Linked DNA regions of Mus musculus: region 1 is linked to region 2. Evidence: chromatin contacts called from public promoter capture Hi-C data. All regions are on one chromosome and are shown on one strand. The core of a region is the stretch at or near the end of the contact, and the rest is flanking DNA. Distances in the headings are between cores, read along the strand shown.

Region 1 (4,853 bases), core at 1,647-4,146, 470 kb before region 2:
TTAGTCACAAAAACTAATGCAATGGGAGAGTACATGGATGGAGTGAGACCATCGAAGGACCCTTAGGATCTACTGGAAATCATAAGGCTACTGTGTGAGTCAGACCTGGCATTCAGTGTTGACCATCAGTAGCTATTGTCAAACCATCCTCCTCTTCCTCATCTACACAAGTATACACATTTACAGCATTTATCCTGCCTTTCCCACACTCCAGGTTTGAGCAATGGATTAAATTCTTTCTGGAAACCTTGGTTATTATCTTTATTTATGTGTATAGGTGTTTTGTCTGCATGAAGGTATGCTCACCATGTATGTACCATGAAGGCTAGAAAATGGCACCCTGTTCCTTGGGACAGGAGGAGTCATAGATGTTTGTGCTGGTAATTGAACTGGGTCCTCTAGAAGGGCAGCCAACACTCTTAACCACTGAGCCATCTTTCCAGCCACATTTGTCTATATCTCCGAGTATGGTTTATTGCTAAATTCTCTGTCATCACTTTTTTGTTTACTGTAAAGACCTAACTATATCTTCTTCACGATGATTAGACAGTTGTTAAATTAAATATAGATGCAAGTTGCAGATTTAATAATCTAGTTATTATTCCAAGGAGTCATTGGTGATAAGTTGAATGACTTAAGAGATATACATGTAAACTCTATTTAAGAGTAAGTGTGCATGTGCGCATGCATGCATACACACACACAGACACACACACACACACACACACAGAGAGAGAGAGAGAGAGAGAGAGAGAGAGAGAGAGAGAGAGTATTGATTGTTCTGCTCCTCCCATTTTTCCCTTTCAACTTGCTCAAATACTCTTTGGTGTCAACAAAGAATCATTTCTATCAGGAATGGAAAGGAATGGAAAGAAATAACTGTCAAAGAACTGCCATTATACAAATCATGGTGAACAGTTAAAATCATTGGTCAAGACTACTTCCCATCTACTGTTCTTATGAAAACCGACCATCATGAATGAATTTAGTTGATCTTTCATCATCTCATAAGGTTATGATATCTGCAATAATGCACCATGAAGGGAAGCACTATAGTCTTTGACAGGCAATTCTTCTGCTTCTATAATGCTATTGTTTATTTCACTATATTCAATACAAGTGGTTGGTACTCAGTTAAAGTTTATGGATGGCTTCATTCTGTATTTGATTTTGAATATTTTTAAATTCAGTGACTTAACTGACCTAACCACACATCCTTTAAATCAGTGGTTCTCAACCTGTGGGTCAGGACCCCTTTTAGGGTCAGATAATCCTTTCACAGGGATCACCTGACACAAACAGAAAACCCAGCTATTTATATTATGATTCATACCCGTGGCAAAATTACAGCCATGAAGAAACAACAAAAATAATTGTATAGTTGGGGGTCACCACAACGTGAGTAACTGTATTAAAGGGTCACAGTATTTAAAAAGGTTGAGAAACACTGCCTTAAATATTACAGCAATATTTTTAAATAAGAGAAATTACATCCTGCAGAAGGTTGTAATCCTACATCACACAGAGAGAGAGAGACACAGGTAGAAAGACACAAAGAGAGACAGACAGACAGACAGACAGACAGACAGACAGGAAGACAAATAAAAACAAGGATGAATGTGTTCTTGCTTTATAAGTCTTACAGTATCTCAGAAAAAATAAGTGTTTCATAATTGTTAACAGATGATATATGTTTTATATATGTAATAAGAATTGAAATTATATGAATAACAATTTGCCTCCATTTTGTATATATAATCACTTTCACAAGATTGTTGCCATTTTTGATGAAATTCCAAAATGCAGATATATATCAAAAGATATAGTGCTTCAGTATTAATTAATATAGTGCTACAAGTATTAATTGTAATACTTTACAATTTGAGTTGCTATTGATCTAATTTTTGATAGAAGGATTTTTTTGAAAAATTAAATACACAGAATTATATTGGCAATTTGAAGCAAATACTATGTTAGAGCATATCAGTTCTTAAATTGGCACTTTATAGATGTAAAAGTGTGAATTATTAATATTTTTAGGTTTCAGTTCATTTATCATTTAATAAAAAATTGTAGTGGCGGTCATAATATGCTAAGTTTTAGAATGAAAGTGTTATATAAAGAGAAATGATTACGATCCTTGTAAATGTAAAACACGTGATTTTTTTTCTATTTTAATTCAAACTGGCCATATGACTTTGGGAAGGTCATTGAATTTCTCAATGTCTCACTTTGGGGGAGGTATAACAATAACAATAACCTCTATTTTCATTTGCTCAGCTTCTAAAGTCATGGAGAGATTCAAACTGACAACATAGGTAAAATGCTTTGCAGTTTGTCCTTTAACACGACATTGGCTATGTCATTATGTTTAAGGCGATTATTATTTATTGACCTAGTGCAATATTCTCTAATAAAAGAAATATTTGGACATCATTACAATTAATTAGAGCACCATGACTATTCCCCCAAAAAAGGTTCATTCTGATTTATTAGAGCAAGAATTAAAAAGAAAAAAATCAGCGAACTACCAAAATGCAAATACAGGAATTATCTAGCGATGTTTGTCTTTCTGCTCCCCAGAAGCTTTAGCGTAATACCAGCCTGTTTTCATTACATAACTATAGGTCTTTACTTACACCATAGTTCTAAAATTTCTGTCCTATGAGACCCCAGATAACCCTGTCTGCTCCCAAGATTTAGGTTTATTTGCAACCCTCTTAACAGAGTGATCACAGCTTACTGCATGGGGCTAGCTCAGGCCACATGCCCTCAGAGATAGATCTCACTGGTCACTGGGTCCCAAAGGATATGCGGCATGGCCTGGACCCCCCCACCCCCTTTGAGGAGATATCATTTTAACCTTATACTCAGCAGCTCTTGAGTGGGTACAGATGTCTCTGAAAGCCGGAAACTGTTGCCATAGCATTTTCCTTCTCTGTTCCTGCCTACCTTCCTTCTCCAAAGAATGAACAATCTGAAACAAATCTATTGGTTTGTTTCAAGAGCAGAATTCGGAGCTCCGGTGGTGTTATATCTACAGTACATACTGGCTGTACCTGGTGGGAGGGTTTAGCAAGTCCGAGGGTGGCATTAAGTTTCCTAGGACAGAGTCATCTTTGCAGATACCATTGCAGAGCAGTATACAGACCCAGGGAGAAATTTCCTCCCCCACACCACCCCAATCCCATTGGCCTTCTAGACAAGCCAAATTACAAGTCCTGAAACACAACCTCGTTATTTCCAGAACTCTCAGCGTGGACAGCTCCTGCATCCTGGGTGCTTCCTCTGCAGTGTGCGGCGGGAGAGCCATAGCACCCAGTGCAGCACGCGACTATCCCGCGCGCTCCCTCCTCCCAGTCCGCCCCCTCCCTTAGCTCACTCTACCGGCCACTTTGAGGGATTTCCTCCCGGGGCGGCCTTTGCAGCAGAAACACATCTGCCTGGTTCGCGGCAACAGCATGGATCTCCGAGTAAGAACCCTTCTTGGTGGAGACAGACTTCGGATTCTCCTAATGTTCTTCCGTGAGTAGCGTCTGGGGACCAGGGGTACTGAATGCACTCTGCAGCAGAGAATCTAATACACCGAATAAAGCCCTCTGATTTCACTCTGTTGTACTAGGTCTTTATGCTTGTGGTTATTTGGGGCTGGTGAGTGTTATGACCCATCCATATCAGAGAACTCCCAGAGAGCCACACACCTGTATGGCATCTCCCAGACAGAGCGCTAGACACGCCGAACTCATGGCTGTGATGGTGGGGCATAGCACTGCCAAGAAAGATTTAGCTTTAACCGCGCTCCCTAAACCCCCAGGGTGTCTGTGTGTATGTGTGTATGTGTGTAAGTGTGTGTGTTAAAGCCTAGTCGTATTGCAAATAAGAATTTAATTTTATTTTAGCTTCTGTTTTCATTATAAATTATCAGCAGTAAATATGAGTTTGGTGGCGGTAGACTAGAGAAATGGCTTGCGGAGCACACTGCTTCGAGCAGGGAACTTTGCCTCTCCAAAGCCTGCAGAGAACCAGCTCAGGTGTCCTAAAGCAGAGGGCTAGTTGAGCCCGAGAGCAATGAAATTGCTTTCCTTGTTCCGCAGATGTAATGGTCCAAACCGTGGCAGAACAAGAAGTGGAAAATCTTTCGGGCCTTTCCACGAACCCCGAGAAAGACATATTTGTGGTGCGGGAAAATGGGACGACGTGTCTCATGGCAGAGTTTGCAGCCAAATTTATTGTACCTTATGATGTGTGGGCCAGCAATTATGTGGATGTAAGGAATCTTTTTCCTCCCCAGCTTGCTCCTAGGGGCGGCAGGGCCGAAGGGCACCCTCCCTCCAGGCCCTGCCAAGACCTCAGTCGCCCGCCTCTTCCCCCCCAAACCCCCCGCAGGCTGTTCCCGAATGCTGCATGGGGGTTCCGGCTTGCAACGCCTTCTGCTCGCCCTGCCTGCTTTAAAAGTAAACCCCCCTCTCTGCTCCCCTCCTGGAGGGGTGTGCACGTAAGAGTCTACCCGCATGTTCCTGGACCCCGGAGCGCGCGGGCACAGGAGCGCCCAAACCTGCAAGCTAGAGTTTGGACGCGCATCCCTTCCCGGTCCGCGCCAGGGCCCGGCGCGCTGAGGGGGCGCGGGGCGTGTGTGTTCCCAGCTGATCACAGAACAGGCTGAGATCTCCTTGACCCGGGGAGCTGAGGTGAAGGGCCACTGTGGCCACAACGAGTCGGAGCTGGAGGTGTTCTGGGTAGATCACGCCTACACACTCAGAATGCTCTTTGTAAAGGTAATTCGATGCGGGGAGGTAGAGGGATGGTGAAGTCCCGCATGGGTGTGCGCACAGTGGCCTCAGGGGTTGCCCATC
Region 2 (4,514 bases), core at 1,590-4,089:
TTTCCCATAATAAAATAGTACATCCTGTAACAGGGGAAACATTAAAGCAACGGTGGGTTTTAGACGAGATAAATAATTTTGTAAAGAATCGTGACAAGAAGACAGCAGCAGTAAGAAACCTTTGACAACTTTACCTTGATCCTATGTCAACATACTTAAAACTCAGAAATTTTAGAAACTTTAGAAATTTTATTTCCAATTAACCATGCATTACCCACTGGCATGACTTTTGAGTTACCAATAATCTTCTAATTTGAATTAAATAATAGGCTATGCATCCACTACTTAAAGTTTGCTTTCCAGGCCAACAAAGAAAACTTTAAAGCTTTTGGTAGCAAATGCAGTTTACTCATGGAGATTAAGGGACAAGTTTTATAAACACATGTGAAATAATTTAATAGAATCAATTTTATTAATCAAATGTTTGGGGATATGTTGAAGATCAATAATAGCTGCTTATTTTCAATCAGGTTGGATAGTTTTAATTTGAGGATAAAATATTACTTAACATCAGATAAAGACAAAACAAGGTAGGTTAATGGACAATTTAGCCAGTGCTCTGATTTGTATTCACACTTATGTTGGTAGAAGCTAAGTGTTACATTCTGTCAGCCTCCAGTCAGTAGTTCTGATGTAATTACCATTCTGTTCCCTTGCTTCTTCTAAATGTTTCCTCTAAAATGTACCAGATTCAGAACTTCCTGCATTTCAGAATTAAACCTGGCTACCACTGATATCAGCTGTGTCACCAAGATAAGGAGAACAAGTTATCATCTTACTATTGTGTGCAGCCTATGACCCAGGAATTTCCCAGATAACAAAATATCCTTGAGAAATTCTTCAGCTTATTTTCTAAATGTTATGCACAAACATGGTCCAGAAGCTTTGCTTTAATGTCCAATATTGAAAATACCTTGATTATCCACCAATAGTAGTGTTGATTTAAACAGAGCACAAAATAGGAATACAGTGGGATAGTGTGCCATTGTCAAAGCACCAAGTGTGTGTGTGTGTGTCTCTGTGTGTCTGTGTGTGGTGGGGGTGGAGTAGGGGGTGGTAATGGTGGTATTGTTGTTGTTGTTGAGATAAGGGTCTCATTAAATTCAGGCTAGCCTCAAACTTACTATAAGACCTAGACTCCTGCCTACAGCCTCAAGTGTGTAGGAATCCTAGACATGAGTTGCTACAACCAACTACTTTCTCCATTTTAATAAAATTTATATTCTATCATAAATGCACATTATTTAGGGAACCATTCACCAGAAGAAACACATTTCTGGATCCTAGAGAACATTAAATAAAAAATTCAGACAGAGGACAGGAAGAAAGGGTACAGTATCAGGAAGAAATACACCGGGTCCAGCGGTAAAACTCGGCCTTTATCTTCTTTTCTTTCTTTCTCTACCCCTTTCTCGAGTCCTTTCTTCTAAGAGGTTTTTCCAGCTTTCTTTTTCTTTAGTCACATGCACATTGTGTCTTCACACTATTATACTGTCTATATATCCTTTAGTATCTTTGTGTGAAATAGTCCTTAAAATATTTTAAAACATCTCTGTGTTAATAAGTAGAGTGTCAGGGAGCTTTTAATTAGAAACTTTCTCGTTATTTATTTCTTCTCTCTCTCTCTCTCTCTCTCTCTCTCTCTCTCTCTCTCTCTCTCTCTCTCTCTCTCTCGACAGGGTTTCTTTGTGTAGCCCTGGCTGTCCTGGAACTCACTTTGTAGACCAGGCTGACCTCGAACTCAGAAATCTGCCTGCCTCTGCCTCCCAAGTTCTAACCATGAATGTTTGGGCTGGGATTAGGAGTGAACAGCTAAGAGTACCTGATGTTCTTGCAGAGGACCCGTGGGTTTGGTTCCTAGCACCCATATGGCAACTCATAGACCTTTGTAATTCCTCTTCCAGGGGATGCTTGGCCTTAACCTGTCCAAGTATGCAGCCAGTGGGTGAAAATGATGCAGAGGAGGAGCCATCACAATAGACTGCCCTCGGCTACACTCCTCTGTCAAGAGTAGCCTCACCCATTTCTCTAATGGACCACCCCCATCTTGTGGACCTTGTGGAGAATTTAAAGACATAAAAATGTGCCTGAAAGTCACCTGAACCACACAAGAGAAAGGAAGAAGGGAAGGGAGGGGTGTAATTGAAGAATATTCAGATTCCAAATAAAACACTCAACACAAGATACTGAAATTATGTCCCTGTCTTTCTACTGATGCGAAAGGGACTGAGGGCTGCTGAACCATCCTGCACATGGCGACTTAGATGCCTTTTGGAAAACCCTCATACATGTTTCAAATTTTCAAAATTTGCCTCCAGAAGGATAGGGGGGATGGCTCTTAAATAAAATTATTTCGATATTTATTTTCACTTATTTAATAAATTATTTTAGGGATGAATACTCAAAACTCATTTCTCTTCGTACAATTTACTGCATTTTTCACTTCCACTTAATTTTACTCAGTAAACTGTTGTGTATTTGATTGTTACTATTTACCATATGCAGCTCTACCTTTTTCTATTTATGCTTTGATTGAGGGTAGAAGGTGGCTGGCGAACAGAATGAAAGAACTGAGTCCTGTTGTGCCACTTCCTGCACTCTGTTTAGGAGTACCCGGGTTGGAGCTAAGCCTCCGCTGCGGCCCCGCGATGGGCGGGGCCTACGCAAGCTCCGCCCAGACGAGCACTTGCGTGGTTGCCCTGGCAGCAGCTGTGCGTGGGTGAAGCTCACAGTGGGCCCAGCCTGGCGGGCCGCGCATCACCTCCTATAGTCATCCTGCTGCACGCTGGCAGACACACACACACCCACTTCGCTGCTGCCCGCGCGCTCGCAGGCTGGCCTGCTCTGCCAGAAGGGTGATTCACTGGGTCCTAAAGCCTTGGCTCGAGCCAGTCCCAGGCAACTGAGATCAGAACCAGGGAGGCCCTCAGGAGACCAGGGACGCAAGTGCTCAGAGAGATCTGGCTCCTGATCCCCTCTAGGACTAAAAGGTAAAATTGATGCCCTACCCTCTTCTGTGAAATCACATCTATACTTGCCCTTCTCGTCTCTAGATTTTTTTTTTCGGAAAACAAGAACAAAAACTGAAGGCCCAGTAGAAAAGTCCACCAATGTTAAATGTTGCCTATGGGTGGGCTGAAACAAAACGCAGAAGTGGTGATTGTTTTTAACCAGCCTGTCCTGAAGGACTTGTCTAAATATTTTGCAAGAATTCTGTTTTGTTTTGGTTTTGATCCAGCCCCACAAGGTGGAGAACTTCATCAGAGATGAAGTCACCGAATAGACTCTTAGAGTTAACCTGTCCAAGTATGCAGCTAGTGGATGAAAATGATGCAGAGGAGGAGCCATCACAATAGACTGCCCTCGGCTATACTCCTCTGTCAAGAGTAGCCTCACCCATTTCTTTAATGGACCACCCCCATCTTGTGGACCTTGTGGAGAATTTAAAGACATAAAAATGTGCCTGAAAGTCACCTGAACCACACAAGAGAAAGGAAGAAGGGAAGGGAGGGGTGTAATTGAAGAATATTCAGATTCCAAATAAAACACTCAACACAAGATACTGAAATTATGTCCCTGTCTTTCTACTGATGCGAAAGGGACTGAGGGCTGCTGAACCATCCATAGAGCTTGATTGATTAAGTCACGATGCCAGTTTTGTTGTTGTTGTTGTTGTTGTTGTTGTTGTTGTTTTTGGACGACATGCTTTTGTTTTAATAAATAGAATGTCAAAGTGCCTGACTGTGAAGTGTCTGTCCTCACAAATAAAATGTTTTTTGGTTCATGTAAAGTGTTTAGAGGCATCTTGTGCTATTCCATACTTATGTGTATATATGTGGAGCAAGACGCTGCACCACACATGAACTGTGAATGCATCTGAAATGGCTGTCAGAAAGCCATGCTGCGAAGGCAGCTGGGTGACACTTAGGCAGAGCCTGTTTATGCAAAGATTTGAACAAACTACATTGTCTGGTTTCCTAGTCTACCCCATACTAGAGATAGACTAGAAGGAAAGACACAGGCTACAGCAAGGAATCAGGGCATTAATGTCTCACGTTTATGATGGCTGATATCTCGGCAGCCAAGGAGAAAAGGCCAGAAGACAGGATTGAGGGAAGGCTTGGCATTATGGATTCAGTATCAGTGGTTGCTCTTCTTGACTCCATTTCAGCTGCCTTGTAACTGCTTAAGACCTCATAACCCACCACAGACCTGGATCAGACATCTCTCCTGACATCTAAAAAAGTGGCTATCAGCTTGTCTATCATCTCAGCATGCCAAAGGGCTGTCTCCTCTGCCTGACCAATGTGGAGCCTACCATGAACAGCCCATTCCAGATACAGGTATCTAGTGGTTCAAACCAGAAACCTGGGGGTTTCCTTTCATGCTTCCTCTTCAGTTCTTTTAACCTTTAAGTATTGAGAAAAGTACTTATTAAATGCCTCATATAATGCAGATTCTAGGGGGTAGAAAAATAGCAGTATTATAAATCTTATATGATGATCATATTCTAA

Evidence for each region. Promoter capture Hi-C pulls out the DNA fragments that hold promoters and counts their contacts.
Region 1: a contact with region 2 is called in a promoter capture Hi-C map of hippocampal neurons, with 2.9 times the contacts expected there. The contact joins the promoter of Lamp5 here to the promoter of Ankef1 in region 2. A contact is called at or near these places in 4 of 39 promoter capture datasets (embryonic stem cells, frontonasal cranial neural crest, hippocampal neurons and 1 more) and 1 of 9 other capture datasets (pancreatic islet).

What each region holds. Positions count from the first base shown.
Region 1 is chr2:136,054,852-136,059,704 of GRCm38.p6, forward strand. Lamp5 (lysosomal-associated membrane protein family, member 5) reads left to right here and starts at 2,897. Exons shown (of 6, transcript NM_029530.3): 1 at 2,897-3,525; 2 at 4,095-4,267; 3 at 4,644-4,775. The coding sequence starts at 3,462.
Region 2 is chr2:136,529,482-136,533,995 of GRCm38.p6, forward strand. Ankef1 (ankyrin repeat and EF-hand domain containing 1) reads left to right here and starts at 2,840. Exons shown (of 11, transcript NM_175667.4): 1 at 2,840-2,990; 2 at 4,172-4,343. It overlaps Gm32659 (a long non-coding RNA gene), which reads right to left. Exons shown (of 3, transcript XR_375013.3): 3 at 1-4,514.